2 separate regions of the Xenopus tropicalis genome follow, and region 1 is linked to region 2. A link is a contact called in public Hi-C data. All regions are on one chromosome and are shown on one strand. The core of a region is the stretch at or near the end of the contact, and the rest is flanking DNA. Distances in the headings are between cores, read along the strand shown.

Region 1 (5,139 bases), core at 2,282-4,781, 300 kb before region 2:
GTCTTTTCTTGGGAAGTGAATTTGTAGTTGTCCAAAATGAGCAACAGGTGGCGCTGTTATTTCAAATGCATTTTATTAGCAGTTCAAAAAACTGCTAATATCTGGAAAACAAAACCCCCCCACTTTGCTGTAGAATCTATGTTGCTCAAATTGCCGTAATATGTAGGGAACTATTTCTGCATTAATTACCCCCAGCTTGTTCCCAAGTATTGCACTTTATTCATGTGTGTAGTTTATTTTTAGTCTTCATGTCTAATTAGGTGTTATAATGTTATTATCCCTATTAATAATGCTAAACACATATATTATACAGTATATAAGATTGTTTCTATGCCATATCCCTTGTTATTTTCCCGTCCAAAGCCGAATCCCAGATCCCTTATCTGTCTGTTTCAGCGCCACTCGACTCTGTGCATTGTTAACAAGCTCCATTTTTAGAAATCTACTTGTCCTTTACAGAATTCTTTGCTGCTAGCAAAAATCTAATAAATGTTTCCATGGAGACCCTCCTGGGTTTATCTCTTGGTATCCAAAGGCTTGTATCTAGTGGAAAAATCAAGTATTGTGAGCGGAGCAGGGCATTGTCAAGTTTTAACATTCTGCTCCTTCTGTTTTGGAGGTGACAGTTAGGAAGCCGATAACAGAGGTTATGTAGAGCTGATCTGCCACCTCCGTGCCCCCCTCTAGTGCCTCATACATGGGTCTCAGTGCCCCCTCGATTCATGGACAGGCAGGTTGGGCTTCAATTTGTCACTCTTTAATCTTATCTCGTATAGAGTCTGCCAGCTTCCTCGCTCCTATTACTCTATTCCTTTTCTGTTCGTCAAATTTAATTCCCACTGACTCAGCGGCTACAAGGGTTCTCGTCTGTGCGCTGCCATTTATATCCTATCCCTCGTGGCAGCCATCGTCCCACTAAGCACTAATACCATTACATGAAGCATCAGTGGTAACTGCACACCGGGGAGTCGCTCATGATTAGTAGATGGGAGCTCTGCTATATAAACCAATTGCTACACTTAAAGGCAAGTTAGGCTACAAGACCCGAGGCAGCGGAACAACAGTTATGTCAGACAGTTGTTCTTGATTTCCTCCAATATATAACTAAAGCTGAAGACCCAGGAGGGACAGTGCCTATAGATTTTTCACAGGAGCTCCCCATCTTGAATTGTGTTAGGAGGGTCAGTGGCACTGCACATGCTCAGTGGGCTCTAGGCAGCTGTTGAGAATCTAAGCTTCGAGGTCCTCAAATTATCCAGCTGGAAATAAGGTTTGTCTGTCATATAAGTTGCAGTATACATTCATTAAATATAGGGTTCAAGAGATACTTAACTGGCTATTTTCCTGCAATAACCATTACTGAGGACTGTTCCAATGCAGGGGATCTGCCTATAGAAATGCTAAGTGCAGTTAACTGGAAAATAGCCGGTTGCTTGTCTCCTGAACCCTATATTTTCAGTTAATAATGTATATTGCAAAAGTGTTTTTTTAGTTCAGAGAAAGCAAAACGTACTTTTTTATGAGGAAGGTGAACCACCCCTTTAATTTAAAAGTGTAGTTTATGTCAAATGCAGCATCCTGTAGTACTGATATGATTAACGCCATTGCTGTAATACAGTGTGTATTCACTTCTGCAAGGAGTACAGCAGATGCCCCTAACCCTGGATTAGAGGAGGGCATTATTAATTAAAAACTACAGATTATTGCTGTGGGGCCCACCAGGTTTTTTCCTTGTGTCCCCCTGGCCCAGTCCAACCCTGGCTGGGAACATAACCAAGTAAATTGCTGTGTATTTATTTAATATTATTAGGGACACTGTATATGGACTGCATGGAAGGTGAAGCCTATTTATAAAGTTGCACAAGGTTCGACATTCCAGTGCATAGAATATCACTAGGGCAGTGATCCCCAACCAGTGACTCAGGAGCAACATGTTGCTCCCCAACCCTTTGGAAGTTGCTCCCTGTGGTCTCAAAGCAGGGGCTTAATTTTGAATTTCTGGTTAGGAGGCAAGATTTGGTTGCATAAAAACCCAGTGTAATTGCCAACAGAGCTTCTGTAGGCTGCCATTCAACATAGGGGCTGCCTAATAGCCAATTATAGCTCTTATTGGCACTTCCAGGAACATTTTTTATGCTTGTGTTGCTCTACAAAACTTTTTTCATTTGAATGTGGCTCACAGGTATTAAAGGTTGGGGATCCCTGAACTAGGGGAATGATTAAGGGTCTGCATTTTCATATGTAATGCTGCTAAGTGCAAAATAATGAACCCAGGGCTTAAGGATCCTTCTGGCAGAGTCATATTTGAGGCAAATCACTGACTGGGATTTAGAATTTGTCAGAAATAATTTCAGGGTAAGATAAGAATGGAGACAAGCGTTAGTCAGATAAATGATTGAATAGGCAAAGGCATCAGCAGAAGGAAGCTATCTGGAAAGTTATGGATATTGTGGGAAACAAGGAGAGGCTGCCAGGTAATAATGGGATAAATACAATCAGAGGTGCAACGTTGCTCAAGGTGGAGTCGGCCATAACCTGTAGCTAATTGCAGATTTGTTGCTGTTGGCGACCGCACTTGTGCAATTTAGGATCTGTGATATATTAATCCTTTGTTGTTCCTGGTTTATTGAAAAAAGATGAATTTTTCTTTCTAATAAATCATATTTCACTAAAGAGGCGCCCCTATGGGAACCTCTAGTGGTCTTCCCTGGGGTTGCAGGGCTCATACTTTCTCTTTTCTTAAAGGTCTTCTTTACCTTTGCGGTCACTTTTAGTATGATAAGAGACAATTTGCAGTTGGTCTTTTTTTTCTTCAAATTATCTTAGCAACCAGGGAATGGTTTGCATGAGAGATGGATATATTTATAGGAGAGGTCTTAAATAGTAATATTTAATTAATAATTAAAGACTTATTTATATTATTCATTATTACAGTAGCCCCCACACACAGTGCCCCCAATAGAAAGTGCCCCCATACACAGTACAGGTATTGGACCCATTATCCAGAATGCTTGGGACCTGGGGTTTTCCGGATAAGGGGTCTTTCTGTAATTTGGATCTCCGCACCTTAAGTCTGCTAAAAAATCATTACTAAACACTAGAAGCTCTTTAGGTTTCTGGAGTCCATCTGCTTCACCATTCCATAACATCAGGATTCCTATTAAGCCACCAGATTAGGGAAATGTCCCCCCTACCCCAATATGACAACTCTCCTATTAGTTTAAAATGCGTTTCACTTTCAGTATCTCTCCTCTGTTTCCAGGAACGTGTGTGGACAACATACTGGGCTATTGCAATGACTTGCCGTACAGCAAGACAATGTTTCCCAATGCACTAGATCAGCAGTCAAGAGGCGAGATAGAATTCAGCGCTGAGTACATCCTACTAAGCGTCATTGATAACTTGCTGCAAGGGGAATGCAATCCCGACCTGCGTATTGTGGGTTGCGCCGTCCTTGCACCCCGCTGCGAGAAAAACAAGATGGTGAAGCCATGCCGAAGGGTCTGCGAGACGCTCAAAAAGAATTGTCTCCCTGCTTTCGATGCCATTGACATGGCTTGGCCGTACTTTCTGGACTGCGAACGTTTCTTTGTGGGAGAGGAAGAGGGATGCCATGACCCACTGGAAAAACTGAGAGGTAATTAAGAATGAATGATACAGGCAATCATTTCCCCTTTATATATTCAATCTTTTTTTTTTGCGCTAAATAAATATCAGACATTCAAGTTCTGGAAATCCTAATTCCATTTAATATCCGGAAGCTGAACAGTACAGAGCGTAGGGACTGGCAGGTTATGGTGGATATAAACAATATCAAATAAGGAAAAGTTTCCTTTCTCTTGTTGTCAGTTTGTAAGGAGTCTAAAGTCTCAGCATTGGGGGAGTCCTTTTAGCCCTCAGCTTTAGAACATCTGGAAGATAAGAACAGGGTAAATGAGGCAACAGTTTCAGCAAGAGGCAATGGCCTAAACACATACTGAGACTCAGAACTATTTCCTGCGGCTTGTTATAACCTGTCTGGCTTTAGCCAGGGGCCAGTGTGCTGCAAATACTCAGCAGCTTTGTCACTGGTGCATTAGTTACCTGCTCTGATAACTACACTGTATTCAAAGGGAACTCTCACTATGCTGTTAGGTAATAAGAAACTGTTGCAATCAAAGTACGATTTTTGTACGTTTAAAAAGCACGATACAAAAAAATTGTATCAAATACAATTTTTTTGTATTGTGCTTTTTAAAGCTTAAAAAAGTTGTATTTGAAAATACGAAAAAATGGCTGATTGTTGCCCTTTTCACTTCTCTTTGCACACTCTGTGGGGCATTGTGAATAAATCCCTATGTATTGTAGCAGCACAAGAGATGAACCAACTTAACTTAACCAACAGGCAATTTATATCACATTAAGTACCCTATAAAAGAATCTTACGAACCATAGTATAAATCACAGTAAATATTGCCCTTTCCCTTGAGCCGCCATTTAGTGATGGGCTGTGTGCTCCCTCAGAGATCAGCTGACAGGAAATAATGCAGCTCTAACTGTAACAGGAAGTAGTGTGGGGAATCAAAGATAGAACTTTGTCCTTTCATTGGCTGATGCCGCCTAACATGTATGTGTGCCTTGGTTTATTCAGGGGCATCATAAATCCTATGATTCCAGGGGGCGGCCCTTAGTGCTTAAAATGGCAGTTTTCTATTTAGGATTACCCAATGGCACATACTACTAAAAAAAATGTTTTTATGAAAATGGTTTATTTAGATAAAGCAGGGTTTTACATATGAGCTGTTTTAGGCAATATATTTATAGTATATTTTCCTTTACGCCTCACTTCTAGGTAGAAGTCAAGGACTGATGGGAATGATTAATAAGCTCTGAGTAGCTCTCGGGTAATAATACTCATAAACATGCAGTTTCTCTGACCAAATGCTTTTCCTTGTTTCAGTCAATATAGAAATAACCCCCGAGGATCTCCTCACAGAAACCCCCAGTACCTTCATCCAGTTCATTCACCATAGCTACTCCGACATGGTCCGTGTTTTGAAGAAGACAGCAGCCAGGTGCTCCCAGATCTCAAAGACCTACAGCATTGGGCGCAGTTACGAAGGGAAAGACCTTCTTGCGATTGAGTTTTCAGCTCAACCT
Region 2 (5,335 bases), core at 1,277-3,776:
CCCCCCCAGGGGCCCCCCTAACCCCCCTCGCAGGGCCCCCACCCGACGTCCTCCCCCGAGCGCATAAATTTGATGCGTCAGGGGAGGAGCGTTCGGGAGGGGGAGCGCTGGCAAGGGTCGGGTCTGGGCCGCCGGGGCCCACCGGGATTTTTCCCGGTGTCCCAGCGGCCCAGTCCGACCCTGGCGAAACGAAATGGGACAAATTCACTCTTCACTAGTTGTAAGGCAACTTAATGCATTTCCAAGATTAACCTAACTGATGGGAGGTATGATGGGATACAGAGGCTGAGCCTAGAGGGTGACTGGGAGTTTTCTCCTTGCTGCCAGCATTGTGTTCCCTAGAGAGAGAGATAGTAGTGGTTACACTAGCGAGTAACACTCAGCCCCAGGGCTTGTATTGGTGCCAGCCAAGCATTTGTCTTCAAAGTCTTCCTGGCCCATTCAGCACTTCACTGATTATAGGGTCACGTAATCTGTACAGACAGGGAGGCCGGGGGTGCCACTTCTCCAGCAAATTGGATAGAACTGCGAGGTGATTTCATTTCAGTAAGCATGCAATGCTTATATATATGTATTATTTCTATAGAACTGTTTGCATACACGGTGCTGTATAGTTAAATATACTGTCTATCTTTTCTTTATCTATCTGTCTGTCTGTCTATCTATCTATCTATCATCTATAGATGAAAAATAGATATATAACTAAATAAACTATATAATACCATACAAAACTAAAATCCTTATTAACAATAAAGCCATTAGGCCGATGTGAATTAGTCTGAAAGTGATAACAGATGTGGGGATTTTCTCCTGTGTTTGTTTCAAACCATTTTGTACTGAGATTGTCAGTGTCAGATCCCCTAAAGGTACAAAGGAAATGTGAGGCCAGAGGTCGGTAACCTATGGCTTATGTGCTGTTCAACTACAACTCCCAGAATTCATTGCCAACTATACCAGTCTGTAGATAGTTATTAGCTGATCCATACAATATAAGGGACTATAATGAGTGACTATATTCATGTTGTACATATATGGGTTATTTTCTCATTGGACTCTATTCTACTTGTTGGCAGGGCCCCTGCGCAGGGGACAAATGGGTTAATAATTATGGTTCCATGGGTAAGATGGCCCTACTAACTTGTAGTAACTTGTAGTATGGGGCCCCATGATTCCTAATGATGGTCCTGAGGGCAACACTGACATAAGGTCCTAATGTCTTAATCTTGTCCCTACCTATTGTTGCTGTCTTGTCTATCGGTCAACAGCCTGTCCCACTGTGTCTTTCCCTACTGTCGCCAACTGTGTGCGCTGGAAGGGTTGAACTTGATGGACTTTGATCTTTTTTCAACCCACCTTGGCTATATAACTATGTAACTTGTACTATGGTTGCATTTGTGTGTTGTTTGCGTCGGTGGAGGTACAAATCCCGCAATTCATTAGGTGTAAGTCAATTTAATGTGTAGGAAATCGGTAGGGCAGCAGATCAGTGGGTTACAGGTAGTGAGTAACAATATTGCCTTTAGGATGGTAGGGGGTTTGGTGGCAAATGGTGTGTTGAGCAGTCTCCTGGGGGTGGTTGTTGGGGGGCCGCATATGTGTGAACTGAGTGAATAGTTGGGGGTGGTCATCTTTGGAGCCAACACTACTCTGGAGTCTGTAAATGGTCCGTTGTGTTTCTCATTGGGTCCAATCAGGTCTGGACTGGGACTTAAAAATAGGCCCTGGCATTTCAAGTACCCAGAAACCCAAACAGCCCCCCCCCACCAGCCCAATAAATAGTGACTGTCTATGGCATCTTACAGCAGCCCCTCTGGCATTTGCCAGAACCCACAGACTGCCAGTCCAGGTCAGATACATGCCTGCATAATGGGCCATGAAGAGCAATCCCATCATTCTAGGACTAAAGTGTTTTGCTGTTATAAAGTTTACAAGTGACTGACCAGCTGACAGAATGAGCCGAGACAGGATTAGGAACGCTGGGATAGAGTTCAACTTGAAAGCGATGCAGCCTCGCAGGCCCACAGATACCCATCTCCTGTGCTAAGGGAGTCTGCCCTTTATATCTCAACAACCAACAAACGTATTGCAATCCTGAGATAAAGCGAGTGTAAGTGGGCTATTTTCAATTAAAGGGGAAGTTAAACTTTTAATCTGGTATAAAAAACATACCATACATATGCACACTGTTTGCACAGGGCTCTGGAAGGGGTCTCGCCTTATAGATCAACATAATTAAAATAGAAGCAGGACATGCTTGTGATAGGATCTGTCCAATCAACAGGGTTGTATATATTACAGAACTACAACTCCCAGAATCAGCTGTAGGGCAGCCAAGCCTAAAGCTTCATATTACAAAGCTTTGTGCCCTATTAAAAGCTTAGAAGGTCCGTTTGTTTAACCTTTCTTAACGGCAGTTTGACCTTGTCAGAAAGCACAAATCACTTGACCGAAGCTGTTCTGGGAGGGAATTAGAGTGGGATTAGCCTGTCTCTGTCTGGGGGGGCAGCAGATTCCTGAATAGAGTGCAGTTCATGTGTGCGCTAATTAGGGGAGTACAATCAGCAGGTTCTGACTCACTAGTGTGTGGGTTGTAGGTATTGCTTGGATTAGGGATCTGCAGCCTCCATCTCCCCAGCCTTTGCTGAACTGCAGGTCACTAGGGTTGGGTAGGAGTGCATTTGCCCTAAGCACTGGCATTTGATGCACTATATGTATGTATGTATAACTTTATTTATAAAGCGCCACAAGGGTACGCAGCATACAATCTTACAATATACACAATTACACACAGGGAGGACAAGTGTTATAATAAATACAATAAATAAGTATAAATACACAGGGAATAAGTGCCATGTGGTATGAGACACTGTAGGAAGGAGGTCCCTGCCCCATAGAGCTTACAGTCTAAGTATATATATTGATATTATCCACAAAAATAATAACCTGTAAATATAAACTGTTCTTATGTCCCTTTAAAATAGGAAACACGTTGCTTTTTGTGCATAATAAGTACATGATAAGTACATAAGAATAAGAGCTGCCACAATGCTTTCCTTGGAACAGATAATGTAATCTCTTTATGCTCATTGGGAGGGCAATAGCAGTGAGAATAGTCATGCTGATGTAATATGGCAGCGCAGAATAACTTGTTAACTGTATTCTAAATATAATGCCATATTATAACTAAAGGCTAACAACTAAATAGGGTTAAGAAGATCTAATAATCATGGGGTTTGGAGATATCCCTTCTGTTTATATGGGTTCCATGATCTCCAGGTTTCACAAAATGGGACAAATAAGGGTCCTACAAGACAGGAGGGGGTGCACAGGTCAGTTTAACACCCAGTTTAATAACCCACAAAATATTGCCATTGTAGCACCCAACCCGTACCCGCATCTTTCCACATTGTATGTGCCTTATGAGAACTTCAGGAGCAGAGAAAGAGTGTACTTACCCATAATGACCCACACCCAACGCAAACCCGAAATGGTCACCCCAATTTCAACCCTAACATGCCATGGTAAACCCATTGGTCAACCCCCATATACAATCAGGGTTATAAATATTGCCCTATACAACCAGCCTTTAAATGGTGTACCATAGTCACCATCAGGGTGTATTCCAATCAGGTGGACAGTGGCAGAGTGGGGCCCCAATAAACACTGTCAATAAGGGGGGGGGATTGCAGGGAAGAAAGCATAGCTTGGGTGGATAAAGGGCCAGTGTTTACATAGTGGGTTGTGGCCAGACTAGATCAAGGTATGACTATGAGGACATGATCATTTTTTTTGTGGGTGCCATGCTACTTTGTTGGCAGGGTCTACTGCCCTGGGGGCCTGAGTTACCGATGGGTTAATAATTGGGGTCCTCCACCATAGTTATTTACTAGCTACTCTTTGCATAGCTATAGCATAATTCAGAATGCAGTTGCAGTGTATTTATACAATGGAATTTGGCTATAGGAGGCATCTGCTTATTGAGTACCTGGCAGTATAATATAGCCATTAATCATATCTTTCATACATTTAAAACAAAACATCACTTTCAAAAGCCAATTCAAAATTTCCAAACTGGATTAAATTGTATAAGCAAAGCCTCTATTGTACATTTCCTGTGGGAACTGATGTTTCAGATACTCAGGTAAGATGTCTGATTGGATAAAGCCTGTGTTTAATAACCTTATCCAGCGATTGCCTTTAATGTGACAGCACACCTAAAAAAACATCAATAAATATTTTCATTTTTCAACGGGAGGCGCGGAATGGAAATGGAAGCGCAGGGCTTTGGGCTTTGGACGCTCAACTTCAAGAGTTTTAGTGGTCAAGGGCACCGCTGAGATAATGCATTCTTCCTATTACGGGCGGCGAAGGCAAAATATGATTCTTATTAGCAGTTACCCAAAGCAGATGTGAGCGCAATATTTATTTATTGGCAAATAGAAAACATAATGCTGAGTGAATAGTTCTGAAAGTAACGCGACAACAGCAACTCCAGTCCTTCCTACACGTCACAACTGGGGAATGAAATCATGTTTCCTTCCTTTTCTTTCTGTTATATCAAAAGCATTCTGATACTCAGCCAATATGTTTTCTACTCACTACAGCTGTCCCGTCGTATATTCATTATTTTATAATAGTTATATGTATTGTATAAACAGTACAAAGTGTAAAGTTAGCATCAATAAAGGCTGACGTCTAATAGCGCTAAATACAGTTTTGTTGCTTTTAGCCCTTGCTTATCTGTTTGCATTGTATATATGTCCTAATAAAAGGTTCGATGTAATGTGATCTTGCAGGAAGTACAGTAAAGGTTGAGCTCTAGCAGGGAGTGCAAAAAGGAAATGCTACGCTCCAGCAGTACAGTAAAGGAGGAACCCTGTTCTAGCTGGAAGTTCTGTAAAGGAAGCACTATGTTCTCACAGGAAGTACAATAAAGTAAGCCATATAGTAAGTATAGTAAAGGCAGCACTATGTTCTTACAGGAAATACAGTAGGGGAAGCCCTACACTCTAGCAGGAAGTACAGTAAAGGGAGTGCTGTGCTCTAACAGGAAGTACAGAAAGAAACTGCTGGGGACAGCTTTAAAGGCTTAGGTATAGTAAAGACAGCACTATGTTCTTACAGGAAATACAGTAGAGGAAGCCCTACGCTCTAGCGGGAAGTACAGTAAAGGGAGCCCTATGCTCTAGCAGGAAGTACAGTAAAGGGAGCCCTATGCTCTAGCAGGAAGTACAGTAAAGGGAGCCCTATGCTCTAGCAGGAAGTACAGTAAAGGGAGTGCTGTGCTCTAACAGGACGTACAGAAAGAAACTGCTGGGGACAGCTTTAAAGGCTT

The links. Hi-C and Micro-C count contacts between places; a contact is called where the count stands out from the background.
Region 1: a contact with region 2 is called in a Hi-C map of neurula embryo, with 2.5 times the contacts expected there. The contact joins the promoter of cpz here to the enhancer-like site in region 2. A contact is called at or near these places in 4 of 5 Hi-C or Micro-C datasets (brain, gastrula embryo, neurula embryo and 1 more).

Annotation. Positions count from the first base shown.
Region 1 is chr1:23,817,220-23,822,358 of UCB_Xtro_10.0, reverse strand. It overlaps cpz (carboxypeptidase Z), which reads left to right and starts at 3,531. Exons shown (of 9, transcript NM_001130361.1): 1 at 3,531-3,637; 2 at 4,940-5,139. The coding sequence starts at 3,553.
Region 2 is chr1:23,520,267-23,525,601 of UCB_Xtro_10.0, reverse strand. No RefSeq gene overlaps it. Among named protein-coding and RNA genes, the nearest start is that of hmx1, 28 kb to the left of the region's middle. Within about 2 kb of position 2,526, at least 1 of the 11 cell types and tissues checked has an H3K27ac peak or open chromatin away from gene starts, as enhancers often do. A contact at or near this core is called in neurula embryo, where this site is marked.